2 separate regions of the Gossypium hirsutum genome follow, and region 1 is linked to region 2. Evidence: chromatin contacts called from public Hi-C data. All regions are on one chromosome and are shown on one strand. Each heading gives the region's core, a stretch centred on a gene start, on an enhancer-like site or on the middle of the called end of the contact. The rest is flanking DNA. Distances are from core to core; before and after follow the strand shown. Region 1 has its middle 6.4 kb from the start of LOC107897318. Region 2 holds the start of LOC107951861 (ubiquitin carboxyl-terminal hydrolase 3).

Region 1 (5,880 bases), core at 2,945-5,444, 650 kb before region 2:
ACAGCTATCCAAAGAAGAGATGATATTTCAGAGGAAAAGTGGATGGAAATTCTTCAAAACCTTAAGGAGGAGGACATAGAGTGGAGAGCTTTTTGGATGGTTCCTAATGAGATCCTGTATCGATGTGGGAACTTTGATTGGGTACCATTGTCAGGAATTTGGGGAGCCACTGGATATACTCTTTTACTGGCATTAAGGAACTATAAATCAAGGCAGTTTGTACTCACGACTTACGGGCTTGCTCAGTGTGAATTCCCGTATAAAGGTGACCATTATAAGAGGAAGATTCGGGAACTATCCGATGCTTGGAGGTAAACTTACTAGATGAAGAGGTTGGCTGTTGGTTCCATGGTGACACCTGAATATAATGGATGGTTTAGGAAAAAGAGTTAATGATAATATTCCTAGACCAAGCTTAGAAGGCACCCGACCAGTGGAGGAACAATTACAAGTTGCCCCATCAGAGTTGGAAATTATAAAGCAAGACTTTGAGGAGAAGAGTTCTGAGTTTGGGAAGAAGATCGAGCAGTTGGAGGAAGAAAAAATGCACCTAAATTTGGATGTGGAGGTTCAGAATTCAGAGGCAGAAAAATTACGGAAAAGGAAGAATGAAGTTGAGAAAGATTTAGAAAGTTTAAAAATAGATTATAAGAAGCTACGCCAATCAATGAGGACTGCTGGATTAGGAAAGACTTCGAAACAATGGCACCAAGAAGTTCGAGAAGAAAGGACTAAGGCAGATCAACGGGAAAAGAAGTTCTAGGAGGCTCAAGCATAGAATGAGGCATTAGAGAAAAGTTTGTCAGAGAGTAAAAATGAACAAGACGAATTAAGGGCTAGAGTAGCGGAATTGGAGAGATCTCTATGTTTGTATCGGAATCGCAATTCTGTGATGGAGTTGAGAGTAAGCTTAAGCAAGATCGAAGAGATGAAAGGGAAAATAGAAGAATTAGAGACGGCATTGCAAAGTTGTGAAATGAGGATCGAGTTCTTGGAGGCAAATGAGAAGCAATGGAAGAGTTGGCTTCATCACTCTCAGGACCAAGTTAGAAGCAAGAATTACATCATGGGAGAAACTGTAACACAAATTCGAGAAGTGGCTGATTACTTGCAGTCTTTGGTGGTAAAAGCAGGCGTATTAAGCGTGAAGTATGAGTTAGAGTCAGAAAAAGGACAGGAACTAGCTTCATTTCTTAGGAAAGTTAAGGCTCTGAGCATTAGGGCGAAGTCTTATTTGTAACTCAGTTTTATGTAAAGAATTTTATTTTCTAGTAAAGTTTTCTAAATGGAATTAATCAGAATTAATGTCTCCTTTTCATTTATGCACTTGCATTACATTACATCATATGTATTAAAGATCCTAACAAGATTTTAATTAATTAAAAATTATTTCAGTAATCTGGAAACCAACAAAAACACACCAAATACGCATCCCTACGGTACAAGGGAAAAGACTAAGTCAATAGACAAAAGACTGAAAAAGTTAGAGCAAATGCAAAAGGATATGCAAGAGCAAATGTAGTCACAGATGCAAGAGCAGCTAGCTAAGATTCAACAAGAGATGAAAGAACAAATGATGGAGTCTCAAAAGGAGATGATGAGTCAGTTGTCCCAATTGCTGATGAGAAGAGTGGATAAGGGAAAATGTCATATGGATAATGTGGTAGAAAATAATGAAGACCCTCAGTATCCTCCTGGCTTCACTCCTACACATGTGTAGACACAACCTGAGATTAATTTCCAAAAACCATCTATTACGATCAGGCCTCAGTAGTTTTAGGCTGGAGTTTCAATACCAATGAATTTTCAAGCTGGCTCAGGTGTTAATCCTGGTAATAACTCGAGTAATCCAATGGTGCCTAATTTGGATGAAGTTGCGAAAGAGGAAAGGGCAAGGACAGAACCACAGAAACAGTTGGAGGAGCGATGTAAATTGCTGGAGGAAAAGGTCAAGGGAATGGAAGGCATTGATAGACACCCTGGAGTTGATGCAAAAGATCTGAGTTTGGTCCCAGACTTGGTACTGCCATACAAGTTCAAGATGCCAGAATTCAAGAAATACAATGGAACGAGCTATCCTGAAGCTCATATCACTATGTTTTGTAGAAGAATAACTGGATATGTTAATAACAATCAACTGTTTATTCATTGCTTCCAAGACAGTTTGATGGGAGTAGCAGCTAAATGGTACAATCAGTTGAGTCGAAATAGAATTGGTTCCTAGAGAGATTTGGCACAAGCATTCATGAAGCAGTATAGTCATGTAACAAATATAACTCCTGATAGAATTACTCTGTAGAATATGAAGAAGAAACCAAACGAAAGTTTTAAGCAGTATGCACAGAGATGGAGAGAAGTGGCTATCCAGGTTTAGCCGCTACTTTTGGAAAAGGAAACTACAATGCTCTTTATTAATACCTTAAAAGCTCCGTTCATAACTCACATGTTAAGAAGTGCTACAAGGAGCTCTGTGGATGTGGTCATGATAGGAGAAATGATTGAGAATACCATAAGAAATGGAAGGATAGATGTAGGAGAAAGTGCTAAAATGTCTGTGCCACGGAAAAAGGAGAATGAAGTGAACAATACAAATGTGGGGTATTCAAAGTCTGTTACTGTAAGTCAGCCAAAGGCCATAATTGCTGGTCAGGGTTCATCAAGGCAGGAATCTGAAGCAAGGTAAAACAATGACAAGCTACAATTTACACCAATCCCCATGACGTTTAAAGAGTTATATCAAAGTTTGTTCGATGCACTTGTGGTGGCACCTTTTTATCTAAAGCTATTACAGCCTCCGTTTCCTAAATGGTATGATGCAAATGCTCATTGTGAGTATCATACAGGGATTGTAGGACATTCGATAGAAAATTGTACTACTTTTAAGAAGCTGGTTGAGAGATTTATTCAGATGGGTATTGTAAAGCTCGATAATGCGCCCAGTACAGAAAATCCACTACCTAGTCATACTGATGGTGGGATAAATGCGATAGATGGAGATATTGGAAAAAGAACCAAGATAGATGTTTCAGAAGTGAAAACTTATTTGAAACTGGTTTGGAAGGAAATGGCAAGAAGAGGATTAGCTACTTCAAATACAAAAGGAAGAGATGATGGGATAGAGAATTATTGTGAATTCCATCATAAAGTGGGACACATAATTCAAGAATGTGAGGAGTTCAGATCTGTTATCCAGGGCCTGATGGACAGCAAGGAAATAGAGTTTTATAAAGAGGTTACGGAGGTAGAATATATATGCGCGTAGTAAGGGAATTCCTCCGTAGTAAGGGAATTCCTCAATCGAATACTGATCCACTGTATACAACTTCGAGAAATACTAAACTGCATGAAACTTGAGAGTGTTGCTATCATAACACCAACTCATATCATCAATCACTAGCCTCTCGATTCTGTGCTGTTTCCTTTATTTCATAGTTCGGCTATGAAAGTATTTAGTATTTCTATCCCCATTAGAAAGCCACTCACTTCTTGATTTTTGAAACCATAGTAATTCCTCTTGGTTTAAAAAATTCTCAATTTCATGGTGTACCTCTGCTTTTCTACTTCTATGTCTCACAGAATCCCTCCATTTTAGAGCCTTTTGAATATAGTCAAGCTCCATCATGGCCTTACGCTTTCTAACAAAGATATTACCAATAACATTTCTATTCCAAACATGGATCAGGTGAGTGAATTTGTCCAAATTTGTAGTAATACCTTCTTAGCTCTTAAGATTCTCCCACCACATTTTAAAAATCTGGATGTAAAAGCTAGCTAGCTAGGAAGTGAAATAGTCTTACTCCATTATTAGTCTTTGTTGAAGATTCTGAGACAACAAAAGGTTGATGGTCTGATTTTAGTTTATACAAATGGCGAACAATGGTGTTAGGCGCAAAGGAATGCCAAAAATCATTACAAAGAGATCTATCCAGTCTCTTAAATAAATTGCCTCTATTCCATGTAAAATAAGGTCCCTGAAATCTCAAATCATATAAACCATTATCAAAGACAAAGGATCTGAAATGGCTACAACTATTTTTTCGCATATTAGACTCTCATTTCTGCTCATGACCCCTTAAGATAGCATTAAAATCTCCCGCAATCAACCAAAGTTCTTGCACTATAGTCGAGATTTGACTTAGTTTAACCCATAATTGAGCCCTTGAACTGCGATGAAGGCTAGCATAAATAGTAGAAAAAAAAAAGAGATATGCATATAAACAAACTAAGAGTGAAGATTCAAAATTTCCACACCAAAATCATCATTCCAGAGAATCCACAAACCTCCCACGGAACTAGAAGCTTCCACTCTGAATGAATTATCAAAACCAAATTTTGCGATAACTATATCCACCTTACATCCACTTATCCTAGTTTCGAAAATAGCAACAATATTTGGCCGAACCTCATTCTTATATTTCTTCATGAAACTATGAAAGCAGGGGTGACCACACCCTTGAGCATTCCAAAAAAATAAATGTAAGTCTGGAACCATCACCCACAAAATAAAAAAAAAATTGTAAAAAAAATATCTATCATCTCAGGAATTCACAACATTTATAGAAGGCCTAGTCTTTGACCCAATCACATAAGAAATTCCTCCTTTCATACTAGTGTCTTTTTCGACCTCTTTCGACAATCCATGTATAATTTCCTCCATGGCTGCTACTATCGGAACAATTGAAAAATCATCAACAAAATCAATAATCCAAGTACATCTCTCTCTTTCGCCAGAAGCTTTGTTAATAACCTCCATCGATCTTTGACCAAAGTTTTCCCCCAAATTCCAGTTCACAATTGCATTATAATTTCAGCTTTGTATCTCTAAATCTATTGAACTACCTGGTTTGTTCACAATTTTGATGGCAACATTTCTATTAGAATTTAAGACAAACCTTGTTGATTATAATTGGAAAGAATCCAAATCCTTTTCTAAAACCACAGGCCCCATATTTGATCTATCATCAAAAGGATTACTTTTCTACCCAGCAGAACCCATTTTATTAAAAGGCTTGAGGATATTAGAGTTGGCTTTAGCCCACCACCTATTCAGACCTCTTTCCCTTTTGCTTTAGTAAACCCACTACTTGAACCTCTAGGTTTATTAGCCACTCCTGCCTTATCGGACTTCTTAACCATCTTGGTAGCCTCCAAATCTTCTTCTCTTAAACTCACGTCTCCAATCTTGCCTTCTAGACCACCAAAATTGTAACAGCCCAATTAAGATCCTAAACAGAACAGTGGTTTCGGGACCATGAATTCGAGTCAAAAAATATTTAAAAATTATTTTCTGTGTTTATTTTGTGTGAATTTATATCTTTGAAATTTTCGTGATTTAATTTGATCATTTAGGTGTTCGATTAAATAAAAGGACTCAATCGCGTAAGATAAAAATTTAGTGGTTAAATGTGAAAGTACTTAATTGCTATTGTCTTTATTAATGGAAACACCTATAATGCAAATACACCTTTACATACTTGCATGGACACATTCGGCTATTAGAAAGCAATTTATACATAATAATAAGTAAGGGTAAAATAGTAACTTATGTAATAAAATGTTATAATATAAAGTATATTATAAAATAATAAGACAAATCATAATGTGTTCATACTTTCTACTAGCCGAATATCAAAATAACCAAAGAAAAAGAAAAAGAAATAGGGTTCGGCCATCTTGCAAGCTAAATTCAAGATCAAGAAATAAAGAAATAGGATTTGGACCGGGGAAAAACGAAAGTTGTCGACTAGCAGCCCCGTCCCATTTTACGACATCCGAGGTAAGTTTATAAGCAAAAAGACTTGTTTATTTGGTAATTAAATGTTATATTTATATGCTGTTATGAAATGTAGAATTTTAATATGCTATGGCCGAAAATGATTA
Region 2 (5,373 bases), core at 2,021-4,520:
AAAATTTTTTTAGCTAGAAGCTTAAATAATAAATATGAAAGGGCCTATAGGATAATTAAAATTTTTTAATGGTTTTGGACGGTTAAAGTTACTTTTAATTAGAAAAATATGTTAAATTGATATTAAAATAAAATAAAATAATAATAAAACTAATATGTAGTGGAAAGAAAGAATATATGGCTATTCATATTTCTTTTTCTTTATTATCATCTTCTTCTTCACGACATAAACAAGGAAAAGCTCAAGTTTTAACTTCAATCTTTCGGCCATGTGCATGGTATGTAAAATTAAGCTCATTTTTCGTAAATTTCATGATTTTAAGATCGTTGTAGCTCAATCTAGCTAGCTCAGGGACTAATTCATAAAATTTTCAAATGTTTTAGAAGTTTCTATTGATGAATCTTGTTTATATATATATATATATTAAATGGTAGAATTTGAAGCTTAGAAATAAAATAGGAAAAGTAGAATTTGTTAATTTTGAGTTTAGGGACTAAAATGTAAATATTTTGAAATTGACATGAAATTTTTGTAATTATTGAATTTAGAGAGCTGTACATGAATGAAATTGAAATCAGATTGAAAATCGAAGCTTGAACTTAAAAGATATAACTATTTTAGTTTTAGGGACTAAATTGAATAAAATAAAATTTTTTAGGGAAAATTAAAAAATGAAATTGAATTATTATATTATTATAGTAGGTTGCTTTCAGATGTATGAAATTGATAAATTGAATTAATTATATTATAGATCAGGATTTGAACCAACTGGTATATAAATGCAAAAAAAGAAAAATTTCAAAAGTCCTTGGAGTCATGTTTGAGGCTGTATTGGTCAAGTAAATTCATATGGACTTAATTTATTAAAATTTGATATGATTATGTTATTTTATATTACTGTTAGTTAGAAATTATATATATATATAAAGCTTTGGCATCAAATGGATTAAATATAAAAATAATGAATATATGATAAAATGAATGGATGTGTGTGATTGGATGATTGTGAAATTGTTATATAATTCTATGATATATGTACGATGTTTATTTCAATTAATTATTGTTTATGTTGAGTTGTATGTATACTAATTGTAATTAAGTTGTTGCAAAATAACGACTTCGATATTGAAATGATTAAATTGTGAAATGAGATAAAGCTGAGAAATGTAAATGAATATGAGAATGTATATGGTTCACTTACATGTATATGAAAATGTTCAAAGGTTTGGAATGAAATGAATATGAATATGGAGGCCCGTGTGAACTTAGTGAATAGCTAGGATACAAATGACATGTCATTAGGGTTTATGAAGCACAATGTGTTAGTGATTATATTTTATCAGGTACTATGTACCGGTGACTATATTATCAGGTACTTTGTACCAATGTTCATGTTATACCAGGCACTGTGTGCCCGTGTGTTATATTTATCAGGTACTATGTACCGGTGGTGGATACCATACCGATGGCTAGAATCTAGCATTTATTGCGGATTCTCGACAGCTTGTGTAAGCAGCATCGAGTAATGGTTAATGTCTCGATTTACAGCTTGTGCAAGCAATCTTATCCTGAGTATCCAAAATAAATTTCCTATAGTTCTCCAGGCAAAAAAAAAAATAAGTGATTGATTTCGAAATGAAAAGAAAGATTATATGTGAAACTGGTTGTTATATGTATGAATTGTTTATGAAAGAAAGAGTGAATGAATTAAATTAAAATGTTGCAAAACAAGCATGATTGAATGTGATATGAAAGAGAACTTAATTATATGTGTTTATAAATTGAGGATGAATTAGATATTACATGCTTTACTGTATTAAATCGTAAATTAAGTATATGTAATTTGCATTAGTAGTTCTTGATGTATAAATAAACTAACTTATTGATCAATTTTGTGGAAATGTATACGGAAGTACAAAAAAATGTAGCATCCTGTATTAGTTGGCATTGATTACAAGTATAAATGACTGTATGATGTTTGTTCAACCGTGGTTGCTTCGGCAACAACTGTAGCATCTTGTAGCTCAGATTCGGTGATCGGGTCGAGCGAGGAGTGTTACAATTAAGGTGATTATTTTCAGAGCTTGAAGGAGGGTAAGGAATGCAAAGAAGAAAAAGGGACTTGGATGTAAATATTGGGTTTTAATATGAGTTTTTTAATAGGGATTAACTTAAAAATTTTATAAATTTTAAAGGGACTAAAAGAATATTTTTTCTTTTTTCTTTTGCAGGTCTAGTCAACAATCCGTTAAGGGTTTAGAGCCTGAATGATCATTTTGGTCAAATTTTCTAGCAGTAGTGACTAAATTGACAAAAAAAAAGTTTAGAATGATCAAAATAGAAACAATGATATTTTTGAGTGACCTCCTTTATATTTACGATTTTCCTTTTACTTTGAATATGGTCTCCCCCAAATTTGAAAATAGTTGAGGTTTAAGTTGAAATATAATGAGATTTTGTGAGATTATTTTTAAATTAACAATTAAGGTTAAAATCAATAACTATGATTAAAAGAAAAAACTAAAAACATCATAAGTATTTTGTGTTGGTATCTTATAACCTGTTAAATTTGTTATCGAATTGTGAAAATAAAATTTTCTTCTTAGTGGTGAAATAGAATGAATTGGTTAAATGATAAAAGTTATGTTTGTTATTAGGGGTGAGCGTTCTGTGGAGTCAAATTAAGTGAAAAATTTTCGAGTTAATCAAATTCACGAGTCCTATTTTATCATATTAGCTCAATTTTAAATTTTTTTTCAAATCGAGTCAAGTGAAATAAAATTAGAGCCGAGTCGAATCAAGCGAAATTGTTCAAGTTAAATTTTAAAAAATTAAACTTAAAAATATTGTTATAATATAACTAGTTTCATGTTGGAGCACATAAATTTAAAATTATAAATATTTGAAATTTTTAAAAAAAATTTGAATATGATAAATTTGAATCATTAATTAGATCGTAAATTTATTATTTTAGAAAAAAAATTTTAAATTTAAACCTTTTTATATATTTTTTAGAATTTTTTTAAAATTTTAAAATTTTAAAATTTTTTATAACTTTTATTAAGTGAGATCAATTTACTTATTTTTAAAGTTTACGAGGATTAAAAAGATATTTATATTAATATATTATTAGAATTATGAAATTTAAGTTAATTCGAATTTGAAAGTGGAATTAAAGTTTTATTTACCTCTTAGTGAATATCCTTCTTATATGATTAAGGATAGAATAATAATTTTTTATTATTATCTATTTTTACGTTAATTGATCTAAAAAGATGTTTTAAGTAGATGCTACCGAGAACAGAAACAAGAATCATTTTCTTTGGCTCCTTTTCACTGCTCTTAACGGAAATAGGGAAACGGTGGAAACCCTTTTTTTTTAATTGTCCTCCAAACAAACCCTAAGTCGGATTCGGATAAACCGAAGAGAGCAAGATAGAGCCAGTCGTTGATGGGGTATTGAATCGCTGAGTTGAACCGGTCGGAAGAAGATCCAAGTTAGAGTTGTAGACGAACTCAATTCTATATCTAATAGATGGGCGCGGCGGGTTCGAAGCTCGAGAAAGCTTTGGGTGACCAGTTCCCGGAAGGCGAACGATATTTTGGTCTCGAAAACTTTGGCAACACTTGCTATTGTAACAGCGTTTTGCAGGTTCTTTTTTTTCATTTTTTTTCCTCTTCCCCCCTTTTTCCCTAAAAAATATGTTGAATTTGATAGTATATGTTATTTCCTATCTTTTGAATTTGATTGATTTTGACTTTAAGCTTTAAATTTCATTTATGCAAATTTCCCGTAGTATATGTTAATCCTGAAGCGAATTGGTTAGGTTCAGTTCTATCTTTTCATTTTTAGCTTCTTTTTTTCCCCTTCTGGTAATAGCTTGCTGCTTTGCTTTCAAGTGGTACGGTTGTCACGATTTAAATTGAAATTAAAATGTCTAGATTTTAGATATGCTTGCTGAGATGGTTTGGAGTCTAGAGTCTATACCAGGTAGATATTGACTGTGATAGATATCAACTAATGTTAGAAAGGGAAAGTATTACAGGATCTGGATGTTGTTGGTGATTAAAAAATGATTATAAGATTCATCGGTACTATCAAAATAATTTAGATTTCAATTTTCAAGCTTAATTTTAATATTTCTTTCATTCTCCTTTCATTTAAGTTGGGTGATTGTCGTAAAGTTATGTGAATTTGTAGATAATGCATGGTACGATACTACGGTAGCTATTGGATCTTGAAGTTTCAGATGTTGTAGATAGGTTGACCTAGATAATGCAAGATCTGAATTGTTTGAATAATCATTTCTGAATGATTGCAACTGTAGTGTTAAAGAGCTATGTTCATTGCCAGACTCTTTAGTTCCTATGTTTTTTTTTTTTTTTTTAAGTTTATGCTATGAGACTCAGTTCTTTTCTGATATTTCTGTTTATTCCTTGCTTTCTAATCAAGATTTATGTTAATGCGTTCAATGTTGGATATTTTTATGTAAAATTGCTGGGTAACAAATGCCCTCTTGTCTGTGACCAACGTCTTATGTCATTTTCTGAAAAATTTTCAGGCACTTTATTTTTGTGTACCATTTCGCGAACAGCTGCTAGAATATTATTCAAGTAATAAAAATGGTGTTGATGCTGAAGATAATCTGCTGACATGCTTGGCAGATCTGTTTACACAGGTATTAACTCTACTAGAAGCATAGTGTTATTGAGTTGTATGCCCCTATAGATGGGAAACCACTAGTTTCTGAAAAACGGCAAAGCATTTATTTTAAATGTTCAGACCAAATATTAACATTAGTGTTTTATTTATGTTTACCATTTTCTGTTCTAGTCTTGACCACTATTTACAAGAATGATACATGATTTGATTCATTTGAAAATTTTCTTCTTTATTATTTGACTTGATAATCCCGTGTACAATCATTTAGGAAGTATGAAGGCCAAGGGTGTCATCTTCATTATTTTTTAAATGGCTTATTACTGCAAGTCCTTATCACATTTGCATGAGGACCTGGCTTCATATGAGAAGAAATGATGTTTGTGATTTTCCTTTTTAAAAACCTTTTATTACTAGATAAGTCTTTTTTATCTGTCAATCGTATCAGATTTTATGCAGTCAGAACAGTCTGCCTTATGTTCCTGTGTAAGAGTTCCTTCCTCATAACTGCTTTCTTTTTTTGTTTCATCTCTTTTTTAAAAGGCTTGATTTTATTCTTCAATAATTGCAGAGTATTATCCTTTTAGGAAATTGCTTAGACCATCTTATCAGATGATCTTTTGTTTTTTTAGCAAATGCTATTAATTGACTAGTATCTTTTGGTCCCCGTCTCTCTCTCATTCTACTTGTGGCATATGTGGTTTTTAGTTGAT

Evidence for each region. Hi-C and Micro-C count contacts between places; a contact is called where the count stands out from the background.
Region 1: a Hi-C map of leaf shows a contact between it and region 2, with 1.5 times the contacts expected there. The contact joins the enhancer-like site here to the promoter of LOC107951861 in region 2. A contact is called at or near these places in 2 of 34 Hi-C or Micro-C datasets (leaf and seedling).

Annotation. Positions count from the first base shown.
Region 1 is chrA11:48,077,860-48,083,739 of Gossypium_hirsutum_v2.1, reverse strand. No RefSeq gene overlaps it. Among protein-coding and RNA genes, the nearest start is that of LOC107897318, 6.4 kb to the left of the region's middle. Within about 2 kb of position 4,194, at least 6 of the 9 cell types and tissues checked have an H3K27ac peak or open chromatin away from gene starts, as enhancers often do. A contact at or near this core is called in leaf, where this site is marked.
Region 2 is chrA11:47,430,731-47,436,103 of Gossypium_hirsutum_v2.1, reverse strand. LOC107951861 (ubiquitin carboxyl-terminal hydrolase 3) reads left to right here and starts at 3,270. Exons shown (of 6, transcript XM_016887023.2): 1 at 3,270-3,652; 2 at 4,563-4,679. The coding sequence starts at 3,536.